Linked DNA regions of Anas platyrhynchos: region 2 is linked to region 1. A link is a contact called in public Hi-C data. All regions are on one chromosome and are shown on one strand. The core of a region is the stretch at or near the end of the contact, and the rest is flanking DNA. Distances in the headings are between cores, read along the strand shown.

Region 1 (3,318 bases), core at 387-2,886:
GACCTTCAAGATCATCAAGTCCAGACATCAACCTAAATTACTGTGTCCCATCGTTAAGCCACATCCCTTAGTCCTATGTCATCTCTTGAATACCTCCAGGGATGGGGATGCCACCACTTCCCTGGGCAGCCCATTCCAATGCTTGACCACCCTCCCTATGAAGAAATTCTTCCTGACATCTAATCTAAACATCCCCTCACTCAAAGTCATTGCCTCACATCCTATTACTTGTCATCTGAGAAGAGACCGACACCCACCCACCTTACTACAACCTCCTTTCAGGTAGTTATAGGGAGCAATGGGGTCTGCCGTCAGACTTCTTTGTCCAGATTAAACAATCCCAGTTCCCTCAGCCACTTCTCATGTCCTCATAGTTTCTAGTCCTTTCCCCAGCTTCATTGCTCTTCTCTGAAAGCATTCCAGCAACTCAGTATCTTTCTTGTAGTCAGTGACCCAAAACTGAACACAGTACTGGAGATGTGGTCTCACCAGTGCTGAGTACAGAGGACGATCACTTCCATAGTCCTTCTGGCCACACCATTTCTGATGCAAGCCAGGATGGCACTGGCCTTCTTGGCCAGCTGGGCATACTGCTGGCTCATGTTCATCTGGCTTTTGACCAACACCCTGAGATGCTCTTCTGCTGGGCTACTTTTCAGCCACTCTTCCCCAGGCCCATACCACTGCCTGGGTTTGTTATGACTCAAGTGCAGAACCTAGCATTTAGCCTTGTTGAATTTCATCTGATCAGGCTCAGCCCATTGATCTAGCCTATTCAGATCCCTCTGCAGAGCCTTCCTACCCTCATGTAGATCAATGCTCCCACCCAGCCTGTTGTCATTTGCAGACTTAGTGAGGATATACTCAATCCCTTCATCCAGATCATGGATAAAAATGATAAACAAAACTGGCTGCAAGACTGAGCCCTGGGGAATGCCTCTTGTGACTGGCCTCCAACTGGGTTGAACTCTACTCATTATGAATCTTTGAGCCTGGCCATCCAGCCAGTCCTTCACCCAGTGAACTGTACACCTCCCTAAGCCACCTTCTGCAGGAGAATGCTGTGGGAGACAGCCTCAAATGCTTTACTAAAATTGAGGTGAACAACTTCTACAGCCTTTCTCAAAACTCATTACATCTGCATACAGAGTACTAATTGACAGGTTTTCATCCATTATGAGTTTAGCTACTATCTTTGTGCAGTTTCTTAGCTATAGCCCTTCATAAATACGTGAATAAATGTACAGGATATATTTTTGTAAAAGGTACATAGTGTTAATGTTGCAAATAAGATTACTTTGTCTTCCTTCATTTTTATGTATGTTTTTGCGATGTTATATTGTTGTGGCTGAAACCACAGAATTCAGAGTGCATTATTCTAGGACTTTACAGGAAGACTGTACAGCCTGGACATTGAGATATGAGTCTCAATGAAGCACCTGTCAGAGAGTACTTTCCCTTGGGTGTCCTGGTGTCCTGGTCTAGCAGGGACAGCCTTGTAGATTCAGGCTGTGGACTTGCAGCAACTGCTGCTTGCCATTTTGTTTGTCTGTCATAGGTATGAACTGTCTGGATGAAGTGCTGTATGGTACTAGAAAACAGGGAATGTGGCTCTTTGTTCAAGGCTTTTTTTTTTTTTTTTTTTTTTGTCTGTGTCAGGCTGCCAAGAGGCGGCCTTGGTTCTAGGCATAGGTTCATCAGCTTGGTGTCCTCCAGGCTGAAGAAACGTAGTTGTGATTATCAGCTAAAATAGGGAATGAGGCAGGGGTTGCTTCAGAAGTTCCTGCTTGCACCTACCTGAAGATTTCTGTGTTCCTCAGAAAGCTTGCTAACCTTTGCTTTTGAAGGACTAGCAGGCTGCTGTTCTCTATAAAGGAATTTATACATTTCTGTAAAGCACTTTATGCTGGTATCCTACTTTTATGAACAACATCTCTGGGCTTTAGCTTATGTTGAATAGAAATACTCAGTATTTCATGGGTCCAAACTCTATGGATTCATGTGGGCTTTCAACCTTAGAAACCCACAAGATCCAGAAGCTTTAATATTCAATGTGATGTCAACTGCTTTTCTTAAAACACTCCAAAGACTAAAGACAGTGCACCTAGAATAGATGGAGGCCTAAATTTCACCTTTGGCATTAAGTATAACATCATTGTAGGAGTTTCTGTGGCACTGAGCCCTTCCAACAGCATCCATATTTCAGTAGCTGCTGCCACAGAATCCGATGACCCTGCTTCTGTGTTAGCATGCCTTACAGCACACTTCCAAATTATGCTTGGTTTGCATGTTCATCCAAATGTTATTCCCTCTTGTTTATTTAAAAAGAAAAGTCCGTGGATCTTATTGAAAAAGTGGTAGCTGAAAATAATTTCTGGGGAAAAGAAGGTGTCAGACCAGTTCCTGCCATCCTAATGCTAAAGTAGCCATACTCACTATGTCAGAGGCTACTTATGCCAAATAAATGAATAAGCATCTGAAACACCTGTGTGTTTCAGGTAATTACCCTTGAATGAAGGAAGCAGGAAAATCAAAAGGCATACACAAAGGCAGATAATAAGTTAGTTGTGTCTTTCTGTACTTTCTTTACGTATTATTTGTTCTCTTGTAACTTAATATACAGACCCTAAATATTGATTTGGTGAATTATATCTTATACAAACCGTGACTTTTGCCAAAAGCAGCATTAAATAATCTTTTCAATAGTAGAGTCTAATAAACAAAGCCCAGGAAATAGATGTCTTTTGCAACTGTCAAACTCAGAGCAAATGTTCATTTTCTCATCACTAAGAAAGTGCTAGAAAATGACCAAGATCATGCTAGCTATTGCTCAATCTATTTGCAAGAATAGATGTAAATATTACCTTAAATAAGGAAGAAAAGAAAAAGAAAAAAAAAAAGTGCTTGCATAGTGAGATGAAATAAACAGAAGTACTGATCATTTACCAAGCACTACATCTAATCCAACAGCTCAAAGGGTATAAATTAGTGGTACATTTTCTCAGAAAGCTAGTAACACCAATAACCATTCATTCTTTCATATTTTTGCAAGAACTTAAACTTAACTTAAACTTTTTTTAAAAAACGTAAGGGACCTTTTACCATGTAAGATAGAGGGAAAAAAATGGAGATCCTGCAAGGAACCTATAATTAGAAGAGATCTTAAAGTAATGATACAGGCCTTTGAAACAAAGCTGTATGTAGGTAAAGATTCTGCAATGGTAAATGTGAAACTTTACAATGACGTTTTAGGTTCAGTAGTGACACTGACTGTCATTTTTACTGGCCCTAAAGCAAAACCAAACATAGTTAACCAAG
Region 2 (3,851 bases), core at 1,339-3,838, 150 kb after region 1:
GTAAGATGACTTTACTGCAAACCACAGATACACTTCTTAGGAGATCTTTTACAACTTGGATAAAAGGAGTCAAGTTTTCAGGTAGACCTCTGCCTGTCTCCATTTTGACAATACATTCAACTTGCCAGAAAGCTGCAGATGTGTCAAATAGCCAAAAGCAGAGAGTAAAATTCTAGCTACTGAATTTTTTTTTTGCTTCTGAGTTGTTGCCCTGCTATTTTCTGGTTGTTTTCTGAGCACAGGTATGCTACCTGTCATGGCCACCTTGGTCAGCCTTTGTCTCTTCTTGTGCACAGACAGACAAGGGCCAGCTCTGCCAATAGCACCCAAATAAAATAATTTACTCCTAACACAGATTCAGTTATATACCTTCATATAAGCACAGAAAACAAATGTGATAGGAATATCTCATCTGAATTTCTATACAGAGCCTACAATGCATAATCACATAATCCCTTCAGCAGTGAGAACTGTTCTATAGGCAACTGATTTTGGACAGAGCCTTCTGTGGTTTTGTTTGTGTCAATACCCAACCAGCTGATAGTAAGAATTTGGGCATTATTTATCACAGCTGCCAACACAGTTGTTTGCATGATCTCCTCAAGCATTATATATAATTTTTACAGTGGGTTAAATCTTTCCAGAATTAAAGAAAACATGCCCATCTATTGTCTGGGTATTGAAAAAAGGATGAAAGGGAGACATCAAGCCATTTTTCTTTCTTTTTTTACCTTCCTGTATAAACGGTTCCTAAGTCAGAGACAATGCATTACAAAGGAAGGGCTCTATGCAGGTTTGTATAAAGGACGAGGGAAAAATGATAGCAGGTAGCACTTCAGTTCCTCTATTCCCGGAGCAAAATCAAAGCTCAAAGATAACTTAAATTCTGCCTGTGAAGCAAGGTTTCTCCTTTAAACACAATACATCTAAGGCAGACCATTGCAAGAACAATGCTATTGGCGTAGCTTCACTGCTTATTAGGAAAAGCGAATTTCAACATTTTAGTGAAAACATTGTATCTAGAAGAGCAATTAAAAATGTAAGTTCTTCAGAATTAAAGACATGGGGATTTTTTTTTTTTTTTTTTTATGATGTTGTGTTTTTCCCTTTTCCTCAAAAATCTGGCTTGCAACAAAGCCAGAGAAAGAAGCCAACAACTGTGAGTCAGATAAGGCACTGATATTAGACACTAACTTCACTGACTCCAGTGAGTCCCTCCTTCTGCCACAATGAACTGGCATCAAGAGCAAGCCCCATTCACCACTGTAGTTTTGCCAGTCAGTAAGAAGAGATCCTCATTAACCAAAGAGACTCCTAATTAAGGAGTGCAGCTCAGATCTTTAGCCAGCATTAACTTGCAGTGGTTTATTGACTGTAATTATCTCCAAACTTCTAAAAATTTCTTTTTAAATGTTTGACAGCCACAGTTTCACAGATGTTCCTTTCCTACTGCTCTGGACCTCTCTGCTCGCTCTGCCCTGGTTTTCTATATTTTGTTGACAGATCTGATCTCTGAAAACCATCACTTGCTTCAAAAGTCCCAGTCCATGCTCACTGCCAGAGGCTTTTTTCCCCCCTTTTCAATTTACCATTATATCCTTCCACGAAGGGGGTTACCACATGCAGCACCTCTCTGCCCCTGGGCAGAAGCAGCTCTCCTGCCACACCATATGAGAAGAAAGCACAAGCCCAATGCCACAGAGAGTCACACTGCAACTTCAGTGACTGAGAACATCACTAAGGCAGTCAGTGGAACAAGTATGGTATAAATTTGCACAAGGACCACTGAAAATTAAGACATGATGTTTAAGATCTTTTGTGTGTGCAGCCCCTGCAATATGGCATAAAGATCACCACTGGAGCCTTTGAGTAGACTATACAACACAAAGTGACAGAGGAGCTGGACATTCTTCTCTTTCAAGAAGACAGACTTGTGACATAATGTATGAAATCCACATTTATTTATTTTTTAATATCAGCACCTTGAATATTCAAGCTAATGCCAAGGCAACATTGTGGTAGTTTCTTCAAAGAACATGAGATATATTCTAAATGGATGGTACAAAGGAAGAATTGCAATCTTCATTTGACAAAGAGAAAGAATTCAGATGATAGATTCAAAGATGACCACACTGAAGCGTCTGGCAGAGCCACACAACATGCCCAAGCAACCTGGGTCATCTGTGTTCACACCAAGATGAACCTCCCTCTCTTTCTTCAGCTAAGAGTCACTCTTCTCTTATAAAAAAGAACACCACAAACAGAAACATCAGTTCCTGAAACATCCCATGAATGTGTTCACGTTATCTGGGAAGATTGTACTGACACCTCAAAAAGATGATATATGTGCAAGAAGCATATCTATATGATACAAAGGACACCAGATTGCCTGCTAAGTTATGGAGATGACAGAGCTGCATAACGTTACTGTTGAGTCTAGACAACCCATGTTTATGCTGTTTAGCTACTGGCAGCCATGGATCATAACGAATTATAGGGAAATAGGGATGCTATCCTACAGGGAAGAGCTCCAGAGATATTGGAGAGTGGCAGTGTACTGCAATGTTGCACAAGAATGGTTGCTCAGAGTTTAGTTAAATATAGCCTTTTTCTTGTGGCTATCCAGAGACTTCACCAGCCATAACAGAGATAGGATTATAACCCACAGGCATTGCAAAACTTTGTGCTGAGAAGTCAAAGGAGATAATCAGGTCAAAATGATCCCAACCAAAATCTAGCGATATGAAGGGAGGAGAGATGTGGGGGGGGGGGAAAAAAAAAAAAAGGAAAGAAGGAAAGAATAAAAAACTACTGCCACACACATCTTCAGACAGCAGGAAGGCAACAGTCACAGAGAGATGAGATTCAGCCATTGCTGCCTTTAAGAGACACAGTGAGAGGTAACAGCAGTAACAGCACATGAAACAAGTAGTTTACTGGCATAGAAACAAACGGACAACGTGCACATTCATCTGTTTGCATCACCACATGCTCGTTGTTGCCTTTCTGCTGCAAGTTTCTACCTCACTTTATGAGTACAGCCAGAAAAAAAAAAAAAAAAGATCATAGACATTCTATTTTGATTTGGCCACCTAGGTAAAGCTTACTGCAGACTCCTTACTGAAGCAGATGAGGGAAGTTCACATGATTTTTCATGTTGTCAGACCAGTGGGAGCTGTAGACTGCAGCACACTTGCCATAATGTTCAGCTGCCCAAAGCTAGCATCTAGCAGCTCTGACCAGACCCCAAAGAGTGTATCTGCCTTTCCCCAGAGTAGTCTCTCTTGTCTATAAGCTCTGTGGACCTTCCATCCTGAGAAATAGTCTGAGCAAGCTTGCAAAGAGAAGCAACTCCTACCACATGAGGCTTCAGACAACACAATCCTAGGCCACTTCTTGACAGATAAAAAGTTGATTTGATTTATACTGCTCCTCCTAAATCATAGACAAAACATAAGAGTCTGCCAGTGTGGAGTCAACTGATGATTTTCTGGGCCAAGTTCTGCTCACAGCTATATGAAAACAGATTTGTACATTCATTTAATTGGTATTTACATTAGTGCAACCAAATGAAGAAATTATTCAGTCAACTCTGATCTGACTCTTACACTATGAAAATCAAAAGAAAGAAAGAAAAGAAACTGTTTAAATTGATGATTTTATGTAATAAGCAGCACTATAAAGTCTGAAGATTAGTTTTACAGTCAGAATTTTACTCTTTTTACACACCATGAAATCTATTTATTTTGGAGATAAAACCAGATTTACAGGTTGAGGTTAAACTCATTCACTCAGAAGCCTATAGTCCAGATTCTTTGTTCTGGCTTTTTCCCCTTTCCCCAGTGCCAGCC

The links. A called contact is a pair of places that touch in the nucleus more often than the background predicts.
Region 2: a contact with region 1 is called in a Hi-C map of F5 follicle, with 5 times the contacts expected there. The contact joins two enhancer-like sites. A contact is called at or near these places in 2 of 8 Hi-C or Micro-C datasets (F5 follicle and small yellow follicle).

What each region holds. Positions count from the first base shown.
Region 1 is chr3:18,063,120-18,066,437 of IASCAAS_PekinDuck_T2T, forward strand. The region is part of intron 1 of FSHR (follicle stimulating hormone receptor); the gene reads left to right. Among named protein-coding and RNA genes, the nearest start is that of FSHR, 87 kb to the left of the region's middle. Within about 2 kb of position 1,637, at least 4 of the 8 cell types and tissues checked have an H3K27ac peak or open chromatin away from gene starts, as enhancers often do. A contact at or near this core is called in F5 follicle and small yellow follicle, where this site is marked.
Region 2 is chr3:18,214,038-18,217,888 of IASCAAS_PekinDuck_T2T, forward strand. All of the region lies in intron 3 of LOC106014736 (a long non-coding RNA gene), which reads right to left. Among named protein-coding and RNA genes, the nearest start is that of GTF2A1L, 57 kb to the right of the region's middle. Within about 2 kb of position 2,589, at least 4 of the 8 cell types and tissues checked have an H3K27ac peak or open chromatin away from gene starts, as enhancers often do. A contact at or near this core is called in F5 follicle and small yellow follicle, where this site is marked.